Linked DNA regions of Podarcis muralis: region 1 is linked to region 2. Evidence: chromatin contacts called from public Hi-C data. All regions are on one chromosome and are shown on one strand. Each heading gives the region's core, a stretch centred on a gene start, on an enhancer-like site or on the middle of the called end of the contact. The rest is flanking DNA. Distances are from core to core; before and after follow the strand shown. Region 1 holds the start of MTFR1 (mitochondrial fission regulator 1). Region 2 holds the start of MYBL1 (MYB proto-oncogene like 1).

Region 1 (6,250 bases), core at 1,547-4,046, 310 kb after region 2:
TTGTTTTCTGCTGCTCCAGAGAAGCGGACACGGAGCAATGGATCCAAACTACAAGAAAGAAGATTCCACCTAAACATTCGGAAGAACTTCCTGACAGTAAGAGCTGTTCGACAGTGGAATTTGCTGCCAAGGAGTGTGGTGGAGTCTCCGTCTTTGGAGGTCTTTAAGCAGAGGCTTGACAAACATATGTCAGGAGTGTTCTGATGGTGTTTCCTGCTTGGCAGGGGGTTGGACTCGATGGCCCTTGTGGTCTCTTCCAACTCTATGATTCTATGAGATTAAGAGTCTCATGCTCTTCCGACTGAGCTATATGCTTACCACATTTGGTTTATTTGAAACAAATAGAGCATGGTCCAAAATCAAGCTACACAGCAAGTCATGTTATTGCTTATTTGAGCTGTGTGGGTGCTGCACAGGGGGAATGACATAGGGACCCACACGACAGACATTCACAATTAAAACACTGTTTAAGATGCATTGTGACTTATTGTGACATGCAAACTAGGCCAGTGTAATTAAACTCCCAAACTAATGGAAAAATCAATTTATATACCTCAAAATGCAAATGGCTGATTTGGCAACAGGGGACACAAACAGTTAACCTTCATTGCATACAGCAGCCAGCTAGTGCAGTTTGGATTTAAATATCTCCACTCCTGTCTTTCTTCATTCCTTCCCCCACTTCTTCTTTTTATAAGTAAGTTTTAAGCCTGCAGCACCTAGATCCCTGATGTGCTTTAGAATATTATTTAGTGTTTTCTAAGTATACCCAGTAATACATAAGATACCAAGAACATAATATAGGCATTGTATCTCAGAGTACATAAGCAATCCCTATTCACTTTCCATTTGACTTTGTGGTCACTAATTGAGGATGAATCAACCTAATGAGCTGGCTAGAGGTGAGGGTTTGCTACTCAAAATTACCAGTTTTGCACATGTTGCTCAGTTGCAACTATTCTGTATGCAGTACAGAGATATGTTTTCTTGAACTGCCACTTATTTTGGCAAGCCCTATTTTAAGCTAGATAGTCTGAAACGATAATGTTCATATTTTAAAGTCCTACAAATACCTATGATAATGAAACAGAAATGCAAGGCTTTTATATTCCTTTTAAAACATTTGCCTAATTTATAGGAGCACAGAATTTTCATTTGTGGTACAAACACTGGTTTCCACAATAAGCACAGTATACTGGAAGCTGCTTTGTATCAGAGATCAGAATACTTCCATCTATCCCCGTATTATCTCCCTTGACTCACAGCAGCTCTCTGGGGCCTCAGGCATTCTCATCACCTGCTACCTGATCCTTTTAACTGGAGATGCCAGTTTCTGCATGCAAAACATGTGTTCCACCATTGGTCTATGGCTCCTTTCCCAAAATGCTGCCTGAGCTTTAACAGAACACACAATCCTGAAGAACAAAGAGTCCTCATTTTTATGTCACCTTAAAAATACTTGTCTCAATAATAATAATTTTATTATTTTATTATTTATACCCTACCCATGTGACTGGGTTTCCCCATCAGCATTAGAAGACAGTAACTTGCAATTTCTAAATGACTTCCACCTAAATGCAACTATGTTTTCTACACACTATTATTCTCTGCACAACTTGTTTTTATATAGCTCCAGAAGCACCAGAATGAACTAGGTCTAGCTATGTTAGATACAAGTTTTTGATGTGTGTGTGTGTCAATGTATTCAAATATGGCAAAAACAAATCTTGATCTCAGGCTCGACAAAAAAGTCAAAATGCCTTGCTTCCCCGCCTCTGCTTTTTGTTTACAGAAGTCACCACTGAGCTGGCACAGGTAGGCAAGTTTCAAAGTGCTAGCAACGATGGCCCACAGTGTTGTTTACTAGGACGCAGTAGGAGAAAAGAACAGAGCTTCTCAAGGTTAGCCGCTGTCTAACCAGTGTCCTCACACCGGAGACAAAGAGAGAACTCAGACGGCGGAGCATTTTGACCTTTCACTTGACTCCTGAAAAAAAAACCCAGCCCCCAAAAAAACAAAAACACAAAAACAAAAAAACAGTGCCTATTTTGTAACCCAAGGAGCGGCCAGATTTAGGCCTAACCCTGGAAATCAGGCTTTTCTGCCTACTCTGTGCCCTTATTCCTCGACAACGCGATGGCGAGTTGCGATTACTCAAAGGGGGGGGGGGGCACTGCACATGCTCAGAGGCACCCTCGCCCCCATTTTTTTTTTTTTTTTACTGTTAGCGCTACAGTGCTACCTGCTCCCAGGTTGGAGTGTGCCTCGGATCAAGGCCCGCTTTTAGGAAAAGAGGAGGGAAAGCAACAGTGCTCTCAACGAACTGTTGGGACTAAGCGGCACTCGGAGCTCTGGGGCAGCGGCCCCCGCCAAGCCACTCGCTCCCACCCCCAGCCGCACCGGGCCGGGATTGGCGGTTCCCCTCAGGCGCCTGTGTGGGCATCCTCAAGTCCGGACGGCCAACTTCTCCCTCAGCCCCCTCCGAAGCCGGTTCAAAAGCCCCTCCCGTACCAAGCGCCGCGCGAAGGGCTAAAACCGCAGCAGCGGACCCCGGGACCGCAGCACGAACGGAGAGGGCGCCGCCCTCGCCGCTCAGACTCACCGCCTCGCCCTGCCGGTAATACTCCTTTCTCAGTCACCTCAGCAGCCGCCAAGTCCCGGCAGTTCATTCCCACACACGCTCATCTCTCCCCCGCCCGTCTCCTTCAACAACCAATCCTCCAGCTGCACCGGCTACAGCTCTTGGCCAATCATCGTTTGCCGTTGCGGGAGGTGAGGCTTCAGCTCCCGCCTTATCCGGGTCACAAGACGTTAGTCTACCATCGAGACGGAAAAGAAGACGGGTGACTTGGTTTACGGACACGCTGGGAAATTCTTGCTCTTCGCGTGAACAGTACTGAAGGATCGCGCGAGAGCGCCATCTGCCGATGCGGAGCGCTCGGTACAACAGCCAATGATTACTTAGCAGAGCGTAGTAAAGCTGTACAACTGTTGTTTCTTTTCTCGTCCGGACTAGGTCCCTGTCCGCTACGACGGTAGCATTTCGCAACTCGCTTTTATCGGTACTGTCGTTATCAAAAGGGCTGCAATATGCAAATTAAAAATTATTTGAGGACTGCAGTAGCCCTGTGCAATAATATGGCTTGATACGCTGTCAAGCGTTTGTTTTAAATACGTAGTTGTTTAGATTTTATATTATATATTTGTATTGCATTTTATGCCTTGTAAGCTGCCTTGTGAGCAGCCTAAACATGCCTAAGTCTAAGGTATAAGACAGCTTCCTAAGTTCCTACTACTGTACTTTGATGAGGCTTACTCCCAAGTATGTTTAGGCTTGGGTTCTTATCCTATACCAGGGGTGGCCAACTCCCAAAAGACTGCACTCTACTTACAGAGTTAAAGCTTAGATCGTAGAATTGTTGAGTTGGAAGAGAGCCAGAGGATCATCTAGTGTCTAACCCACTGCAATGCAGGAATATGCAGCTGTCCCATATGGGGATCAAACCTGCAACCTTGGCATTATCAGCACCATGATGTAACCAACTGAGCTATTCAGGTATCTACCTCCTTTTTAAAATGTATTTTATTACTATTATTTGTATTTTTAAAGATTGCAGTGTGTTTGCAGTAAGCAATAACTTTGCAATACAGTACAGTAACGAAAATTCCCAACTAAAAACTTTACAGTAAACTGAAAACAACGTATGGCTGTGTTGTCATTATACTTCCTATTTCAATACATCAAGAAAAAGCCCATTTCTCAATAAATTTATGGGGAGTTAAATACCACTGATAAAACGTCTTATAAGTACGGAAATTGATAAAATGCATGTTGATACAGAAGAATGCATCCTAGTCAAGACACCGCATAGTCTTCCTTTGATGTGGTCCAACTTTAGATGGAGTCCAACAGGGTGGCAACAGCTTTGCCACAACGCCCCCTGGTCCTGACTGATTTGTTAAAGTCTTATGGCAAAAAAACTCAAGACTTAGGAAGTCTGCCTGATTTCTATCAGTTAAGATAGCTGATAGAATGGAATGCTGTTTATGTTGTCAGTTTGAAAATAAGGAAGATGGAAAGCAGGGGAAGAGAGGGAATTGACTTGCTCTCCCCGGAATAATTTAAGGGGTGTTTCAAGACAATACCATTTTTCTTTCCCACTCTCCAGAACTGGATACCTCCCCTCTTATTTCATATAGGGACCCACGTTAGGAGCTAGGAGCCCTCTATTGCTATATGTACTGTATAGTACAGCAGGGGGAAACTTCAGAGCCTTCTCCTCCCACCCCTCAATTCTTCCTGCTCTAACCTAAGAACACTCCTGTGGAGCAGATCCCATTTGTAATTGTTTATCTATTGAAGTTTTACCCTGCCGTTACTCCAGGGAGCTAAGGGTAGCGAACAGGGTCACCCCACGCTCCATTTTTTAATGTATATTTTTGGTTTTTACGAGTGGAAAAAAAGGTTTTATTCATAAAGTACTCCAAAATTCGTTTATTTTTCAGACTCACGGCATGCTGGTGAAAGAGGAAATTAAGGCTGCTATCCAAGCCCCACATGCCCAGGAGTAAGCCCCATTCAATTCAATACGACTTACTCCTGAGTAGAACTGGCTAATAAGGCTGCCTGCATTCCCAAACTAGAGATGAAGAGCCATTCAACGCAGCGGGGCTTACTTCAGAATATACATACACGGGACTGCGCTGCAACACTTCCTTTTCAACCTGCGGTAGCAAACCCCCGTGGAAACACCCACAAATAAATCCCGCTGAACAGGAGCGGGACTCGCTTCCCATAAGCGCTCACACAATCGCCCTGTTTATCCTTTTCGCCTACAACTCCGCTCGCGCCATACTCTCGCGTGACAGCGAAAGCTCACGGCGCCGAGAATGGTCTCCCTGGGACTTGTAGTTTCTTAGGTCCACCTTAAAAAAAAAAAAAAGCCTCACCGGCTCCAACCCACAATGCCGCGGAAGTCCAGCCAGCCGCATTTCACCAATTAGAGACGCGCGTAACAAGGCGAGCCGCGACTGGCCAGGAGGTGCTTTCGGCTGCAGCCAATGGGGTCCCCCGGATCGCCGAGGTGCCGGAGACCTGTGAGCGCCCGCCTGGCTGGGTGAATGTTGTCTCCGGGGGTAGAAGGTTCCAATCCTGCTGACCTCTGGCCGGGCGCCCCGGGGTGCAAAGCGCCTTCTCCCCGCCCGGCCTCCTTTCGCACGAGGGCGGCCTCCGCGGCAGCAGATACGTGACCTGGACCGTTCCTTCTTCTGGCGGGGCGGGAGCAAGAAAGCGCCTCCCCTTTCGCATCCTATGAAAGTGAGGGCGGGGAATGGGGGACCTTCGGAGTGGGGAGTCGGTGGGGAGGAGGCGGCTGGTGAGGGTTAAGGGCTGTTGGGCCCCTGAAGGCAGGGAAAGCCAGACCAAGGAGAGTGACCCCGGGCAGGGTAACATAGAGTCCCCTGACCTCTTCCCACCCCAACCACAAGCTCTTATTTTAAATCACCAAAACATCAGGGATTTCTAATGGCTGCCTTTCTCTCACAGGATCAGCTTATGTATGTTTACTCTGAATTAAGCCCAATTTCGTTTAGTGGGGCTTTGTCCCTGCTAGCCTAAAGTGTGGTACTGTGTGGAGACTCAGATAGAAATTCCATTGGGTTCCATGGGCAGCCCTCCCAGGTAACGGGATATGACTGCAGCAGAAGCTGATTTCAGTTATCTGGCCCTAGGGAATGGGGAGGAGGTTTAAGCGCTGGCGCGTAAGGTAGCAATCCCTTGTGTACTGAACTTCTGATATTTTTGCGATACAAACCAGTACGTGAAATAGTACAAATGACCAACATAGCACCTTGGATGTCCACATCTGGGAATAAGTTCCATCGCAGTGAGCTAGATTTACTTTTGGTTAACTATTTGGTTAACGGTTGTTTCATTTTAGAAAAGGCTTGCTGAAGCATCTAAGACTTGGTGTTTGAATATAGCCACAGTGCTATATGGTGAGTTGCTTTTGTTTTTCAAAAGAGAAACAAAAGTGATTTCTTTGGGTCTTGATTTTTTTTTATCAGACTGTGCATATGCTTGCAAGAAAGTCCTATTGAAACAAGTAGGACTTCTAAGAAGGCATGCATACACCTGGCAGAGTTTGAGTATGAACTTGTGCATGCTTACCAGGGAGCAAGCCCTACTGGCAGAGTGGGATTTATGAATAAACATGCATATAGGATTGTGCTGTGCACTGAAATAAGTAAA
Region 2 (6,689 bases), core at 1,039-3,538:
CATAGTACAGCCTTATCTGTAGTCAGCAGACTTTAAACAGCTGCAGTTCCTCCACTAAATGCATGACTCAGTTGTTGGAAATGTGGAATTGAAATATTGCTAGATTAAAAAAAATGTAGTTGAAATACTGCTAAATCGAAAAAATGTAGTTATCAAGTATTTGCACAAAGCTGCAAACACTTACTGAAAAACATTTTGAATGATTCAGTATTCAAACACTTCTAACATCCTGTAAGCAAGCTTCCTCAGTAGACACCTGTTATAGAACTCTTGTGAACTTTTGGACAGTGGCAGTAGTGCATCATGGCAGATCTAATAAGAAATGTAAATTCATATAGGTCATAAAAATGGGGTTGTTTATTGCACACTGACATGAATCAAAATAGACACGTTTAACACTTCAATGGCTTTTAGTTCCATTGCATGGTGCTGATAATGCCAGCGTCATGGGTTCAATGCCTATATGGGCCAACTACTGTACATATTACTGTATTGCAGAGAGATGGACTAAACGATATTGGAATCCCTTCCAACCCTACAATTCTGTGAATCCAGGTCAGCAACAGTACATATGTATTGTGCATAGCAGTGTGAGAAAATTAGCTAAATAAAACCACAACTAAACTGATACACCCACAACATACATTCAGAAAGGAGCAAGTACAGAGGGCATGAGAGTGAGAAGGCACACTAGCCATGGGGGTAGCCATGATTTTTGTTGGGGGGGCAGGCTTTTGTTTGGGGGGAACAGAACCTCAGCTTTTTTATTGATTTTTATTGATTGGGGGGGCAGCTGCCCCTCCCTGTCGCCCCTTGGCTACACCCATGACACTGGCTCATTCTTTCCAAATGGGCTCACTTGGCAGACTAGGCCTCAGCTTTGTGCAGCTGAACAGGGAGAATCAGAGAGGCACAGGCACACACACATGGAGATAGGAAGTTCAGAAAAGATCTAAAAAGACAGTCATACCTAGATAGGAAGAGGAAGAGCAGACGTGGAGGCTACGATTGGAAGGGAAAGGGCCTCCAGAATATAGGAGAGGGAGCAAAGGTTACCATGGCAGCCTCAGTGGACAATAAAACTGGCACAGGAGAACTGAGTTATATTGAAGCTCCTCAGTTACGCAGGAAAACAGTTGAGGAAAACAGGGAAGAGGGAGTCCTGACAACAATGGCTTGTTGTCAGCTAGAAGAAGGAGCCTTGCTTCAACAACTACCATGATTTGATTTCAGATTCAGATGATGGGCCCAGAAGGGCACATAGCTGTCAACTTTCAGATTTGAAAATAAGGGATCAGCAGCCTCAAAAATAAGGGATCGGCAGCCTCACCTGTCCCAGGGACAGTCTACGGGATATCTAACAATCCGGGATAGCAGCGGGAAGCAGCGGGAAACGACGCTGGAATAAGGGAATTTCCCGCAAAGAAAGGGAAGGTTGACAGCTATGGAAGGGCACCACATTGTACCGAGGTCACATCCTGTGCATATGACTTGCCAACATCATCTCCATTTGTGTTTTCCTGAATGTCTGGGTAGCACTACTAATTATCCTGTCACTTCAAGGTACAGTTGCCAGCGGTGAGTGCAGCTTCTCACAACTGAAGCACATCAGAATGTGATCCATGGCGGATGAGAGGCTCCCTCATCTCTCTGCATTTGCACAAGCCAAAGGTCAAAAAGCCACATTCTGAGTAGTAGCAGCGCACTATGTAACACAACAGATGTGTCACACATTTTACTTCTAATAAGTTTTCTGTTTTGTAGCTCAGTAAGCTCAGTAAGCATAATTTATTTTGGAATATCCATTATTGGAATATCCTAGCTCAGTAAGCATAATTTATTTTGGAATATCCATTATTTTTATCTTTAAAAATAATAAAATAAAATAAGCCATCCAGCTTACCCCTTACAGCTTTATTTTATTGTAATTTATACAATAATTTATATAGTGCTAGCGTTGGTTGTATTTGAAGTGAACTAGCTACATAGCACAAATGACATTGAAGTTGAAAAAGAAACATACAGTACTTTAAAGCTAATTGAAGGAAGATAATTTTTGTAGTTAGTACCCCAAAAACTAATAGAACATTGGAAGGGGTGGATGTTACAGGCGCTTGCTTTTTGCTTCTCACTGCAGCAGAGTGTACATCAAAAAACGCATCGGCTGAGCTCAGGTGGCCTAAGGCCGCCCCTGAATTCACATTTACTGTCGACTACTGAAATGACTTTTTAGAGATATTATAGAACTATTGGCCAGTAGCATGGTTATATCTATTGCCGTCAGAACCAGCCTAAAAAAAGACACCCTCTCTTAATCTTAAATTGTTTATATACGCGGCCGTTAATAATATATAAACACAGTGATAAATGCCAATGAAGAGTTGGAAATGCGTTAGCCAGTGCAGTTTTTCCCTCCAGCAGTTGTACTGAAACCTTGTATACAGAAAACAGAAGCAGCGAACTCAACGTCCCTTCGATAGCTCAGCTGGTAGAGCGGAGGACTGTAGAGGCGCTGCTCCACACGGAGATCCTTAGGTCGCTGGTTCGATTCCGGCTCGAAGGAGACCTTGCTTTTTCTTTTTTTCCTTCTCTGACAGGTATAAAATCTCTTCGCAGTGTTGCTATTCATTCCTTTTCTTAATGCCGTGTTTGTTTGTTTTTTAAGGCAATTGTATTATCGTTAATTAATATATATTTTTCTCTCCCGAGAAAGGCGAATTCATGAGTACCCAGTCTTGTATACGGATTCTCGCTACTTTTAACGTGTGGGAAAAGGAAAGCGGCACAACAGGCTGACTCCGTACATATCGCAGAGGGTATTTTGCCCGTTCGTGAGTTGCCTTTGGCTACTGCCCTTAAATACGGGCCGTTTTCGTTTCGGTCGTTTTGTCCCCTCACAAGCCCTGGGAGGCGAAAGGACTCCCTCCCCCAGCATGCCTTGCGCCTTAGCCCGCCCTCGGCCCCTCCTCCGGCTCCTTTCCATATCCCGCCACCTCTCTCCCCTTACTGGCCGTTCCCCCTCCTCCCTCGCACCAGCCCCCCTGCTTGGTCGCGTGCTTTCTGGAGCAGCCAATGGCGTAGCAGTCCGCGTGCGCAGATTCAAACGGCGGCTCTGGAAAGAGGCTGGGCGCGAGATTCGGCGGCAGGGACAAAAAAAAGAAGAGAAAGGAGCCAGCGAGGGTGGAGGCGGCGGCGGCGCCTGGGGCAAAGCAGCCCTGCCGGAGGAGCTCCGAGCCGTGACAGCCGAGCGAGGCCCCAGGCGGGGGACTTGGAGCCCGGCTTCCCATCCCTTTCGCTGGGCGTAAGGCCATGTTCCCCATGCGGGGGGCGAGGCGCGGCCGGGGCTGAAAGGCAGCCGCGCCCCCCTCCCCGCCCCCTGGGGGCTGCGCGCCTTGGCCGGTGGTGACAGCCGCGCTCCCTTCTTCTCGCCTTCCTTATGGTGCGCGCCAAGGATGGCGAAGAGGCCGCGCAGGTGAGTGGCCCCCGCAGACCCTCCCGATCGCCCCCTCCCCAGCGCCCTGCCTGCTGCCCGGGACCTTTGGGGAACCTGAGCCCTGTCGATCCCCTGGAACAGGGGGCTCCTGACAGCCCTCCGGCCGTCTCCACAGATCCCCTCGCCTCAGGAGATCCTCGCTGCTGTTTCCACGTGCCCTGACCATCGGATCCTTTGGTCCATTCACTCTTGCGCCCCAGCGCCTCGACCTGAGTGCATCTTCCCAATGCCAATTAAGGTGTCTCCCCCCCCCCCCCCGACATCATTAATATTATTCACAGAGCACAAGGGGACACAGAATCTTGTGTATTCAGTGGTAATCTTTTCACTTGATTCTCGGGTATCCAGTAGTAATCTTTTCACTTGGTTCTCCACCTTGCCCCCAGCTACAGCACTATTCCAACACTCGGATTTCTTCCCCTTTGGAAATTTATACTGCCCTCTGGGCTCCACCCTATTTTCTTTGTTTTTGTGTTTTGGCATCGAGTCACATAACAATGACAAAAGAGCCTTTCATATTGGTAATTCATGTCCTCTTATCCTGGTAATTCCCTCTGTCGCTGATTTACTGTAGTGTCGATACAGTGGTTTTTTCTTTTTTTTTAATCCTTCCTCTGTATGAGAATAGTAGATTGTACAGCTGTTACTAAATGAGACATGGCACTGTGTTTTCTTCCTTGGGAAGGCAAGGTAGAAAGCTAATTATTGTTGTTGCGGGGGGGGGGGGGCTGCAACGGGAAGGAAAGCAATGTCCATGTTGACCTTAAGGACCTGACAAGAGAGAGAGTGTTGCCTGCATATAAAGACATGTACAGTGTGTTTTATTCTCGTACAAACATTTTTTTCATATTTCTACAACAAATCACTCTGAAATTTACACCCTGTGTGATCATAGAATTAACATACAGATAAAACAAGAATGTGTAATAATTTCATTCTGGTGTAGATAGTTTATGTACAGTATCAAACTAGATATCCAGGATAGAGGATAGAAGAACTACTGTACTGTGGAATTACTTATCTATCAGATTAAAGTTAACAATGGATCTTACAAATGCAGTTTGGGTAGTGTGCTAATGGCTTTGACATTCATAAAACTGCCTTTTTACTTTCATTAGAATATTAAAAATGATTGAAACTGGATTATTTTTTTAGTTTAGTTTGAATTGGCAGTCTGTTACTTTTCTCTCATGTGTTCACATGCACACACTTGTGGGCTCAATTTTAATTCTGTGTTTATTAGTTTTATTTGCAACTCTGGAAATGCTAGCCAACTATCTTATGCCCAATTATTTGGAAATAAGCCACTTTTGAAATCAGTGGGACTTATGTCCAAGTAAAAATGGACAGACTAAGTCTAATGTGAATGATTTTTTGAATGTGAACATGGCTTAAAATGGGATATTATGGCCTGGTTCAAATGTAGTGTTAAGCAGTATTTCTTGTTCTTTGTTTTGTCAAAACTTTTATTTTTTTAGCAGAAAAACAAGACAAATGAAGCATCAAGAACTGCCCAACTGCTATCCTAAACATCTGAGTCGTCTCCTAGCTTTCAATGTATATAACATAAGATTTATTACTGTATGTGCAAGGCTCAACCCTGCCATACCCCTTTACAAAGCAGAGCAGTAATGTTCTTTCTAAGGTTTGTTTTCAATGTTGAAACCATGGGGTAGCATTCAACTAAATAGTTGTGCTTTTGCAGTGAGATTTCACCCCTTTTCCTCTCCCTATGTGCACTCCACACCACCCCCAAATCTGCTCTGGAGGAACACCACCACCACCAAACATATTTGAGAGGGCACATGGGGAGGAGAAGGGGAGAACATTGTGTTGTGCAAGGAAAAAGTCTTTTGTGTTGATGGAACATTTTGTTTAGCGCCCTGTTGAATACAACCCACTGTTTAGAACTTGTTTGCAAATCATATTCTGTGTTTAACTTGGAAATACTGTGAATTCAAATAATAGCCACATTTTTAGGGACTACTTTGAATTACTCATTCTCTCAATGAAGAAAGAGAATTTAAAGTAGTGTGACTGCTTTTTACAGTAAAGAAAGAAATACTAGCTGAGCTAAGTTCCCTGAAGAATGACATCTTGAGAGAAGTCAGTTCATGTGGGCATCTCATGTACATGCTCATCATATACACATAGGAAACTAAGCATATCTCATAAGGGCCTCAGAAAAAGAAGACTGTTGTGTATGAGGAATGTATGCATAGTGTGTGTGTGTGTGTATTATATTACAGTACATGGGAACACTGTTCCTAAAAAGTTTACATGGGATAACTTATTTGTCTCACTTGAATTTATACAGTGGTTTGTGACTTTGCATCATGGCACTAGTACCAGCTTCCTCAAAGTAGTGTTACTGTTTTCTACATTGGGGAAATCCTTACAGGGCATTCCTTACAGGGAAGTATCTTTAGGAAAAATAGGATTTCTTCAATACTATTTAGGAACAGTTGCTTCACTTCCTCTTGTGTGGATTCTCTAACAAGTGTCACACCAAGGAAGGCATCCAGCAATGTAAAAAAGGAAACCTTTTGGTGACTGAGAGTTATGCTGACATTCATGATTACATCATGGGTTAAGCAACCTATAAACTGCAGGTGTTTGTCTCCATAAACACTCAAAGCCTAAGTTAGATGAAGGCAGAGGAAATGTGGAAAGAGTATGCTTCATAGATAGTGCTGCTTTTTATTATCCCAATATAGTTGTAAGCCCCCTTCTCTCTGTTCCTCAGTGTCTGCTTTTACCCCAATCCTGTACACATGCATGTGTGCACATATATCTGTCTAGACTGGCTTTAAAGTATCCAGTGCCACCAAACCGGCCAGCTATCCAGGGACTATCATGTACCAGTAGTACACTTGTTGTCTGTAATTTAAAAAGCATAGCTCTTTGGTAACCTTACACCTCACATGTATTGGAAATTTGTAAAATATCTATTTCTGCACATTTATTAGAAAGGCTGAAGGGAAGCAGCTGCTGAAACATTTGTCTAAATAGGGCATTTACAAATATTAATATTGTGTCACAAATAGATATTGTAAAGGGGATGGAGGTGAGAACTAGTGGGTTTTTCCCTGTTCTTTAATTGTTATACCCTCTTTTTGGAAGGAAGGAAGTGTGATACAACTATGGACAATTTTTTTGATGTAAACACCCAATAGTTTTGAAATTAGCTTTTTTT

The links. A called contact is a pair of places that touch in the nucleus more often than the background predicts.
Region 1: a Hi-C map of tail shows a contact between it and region 2, with 4 times the contacts expected there. The contact joins the promoter of MTFR1 here to the promoter of MYBL1 in region 2. A contact is called at or near these places in 2 of 3 Hi-C or Micro-C datasets (blood and tail).

What each region holds. Positions count from the first base shown.
Region 1 is chr8:34,863,126-34,869,375 of rPodMur119.hap1.1, forward strand. MTFR1 (mitochondrial fission regulator 1) reads right to left here and starts at 2,797. Exons shown (of 8, transcript XM_028736836.2): 1 at 2,603-2,797. ARMC1 (armadillo repeat containing 1) reads left to right here and starts at 5,041. Exons shown (of 7, transcript XM_028736838.2): 1 at 5,041-5,317.
Region 2 is chr8:34,556,059-34,562,747 of rPodMur119.hap1.1, forward strand. MYBL1 (MYB proto-oncogene like 1) reads left to right here and starts at 2,289. Exons shown (of 16, transcript XM_077932955.1): 1 at 2,289-3,472; 2 at 4,975-5,138. The coding sequence starts at 5,077. TRNAY-GUA (transfer RNA tyrosine (anticodon GUA)) reads left to right here and starts at 2,471; the gene lies at 2,471-2,563.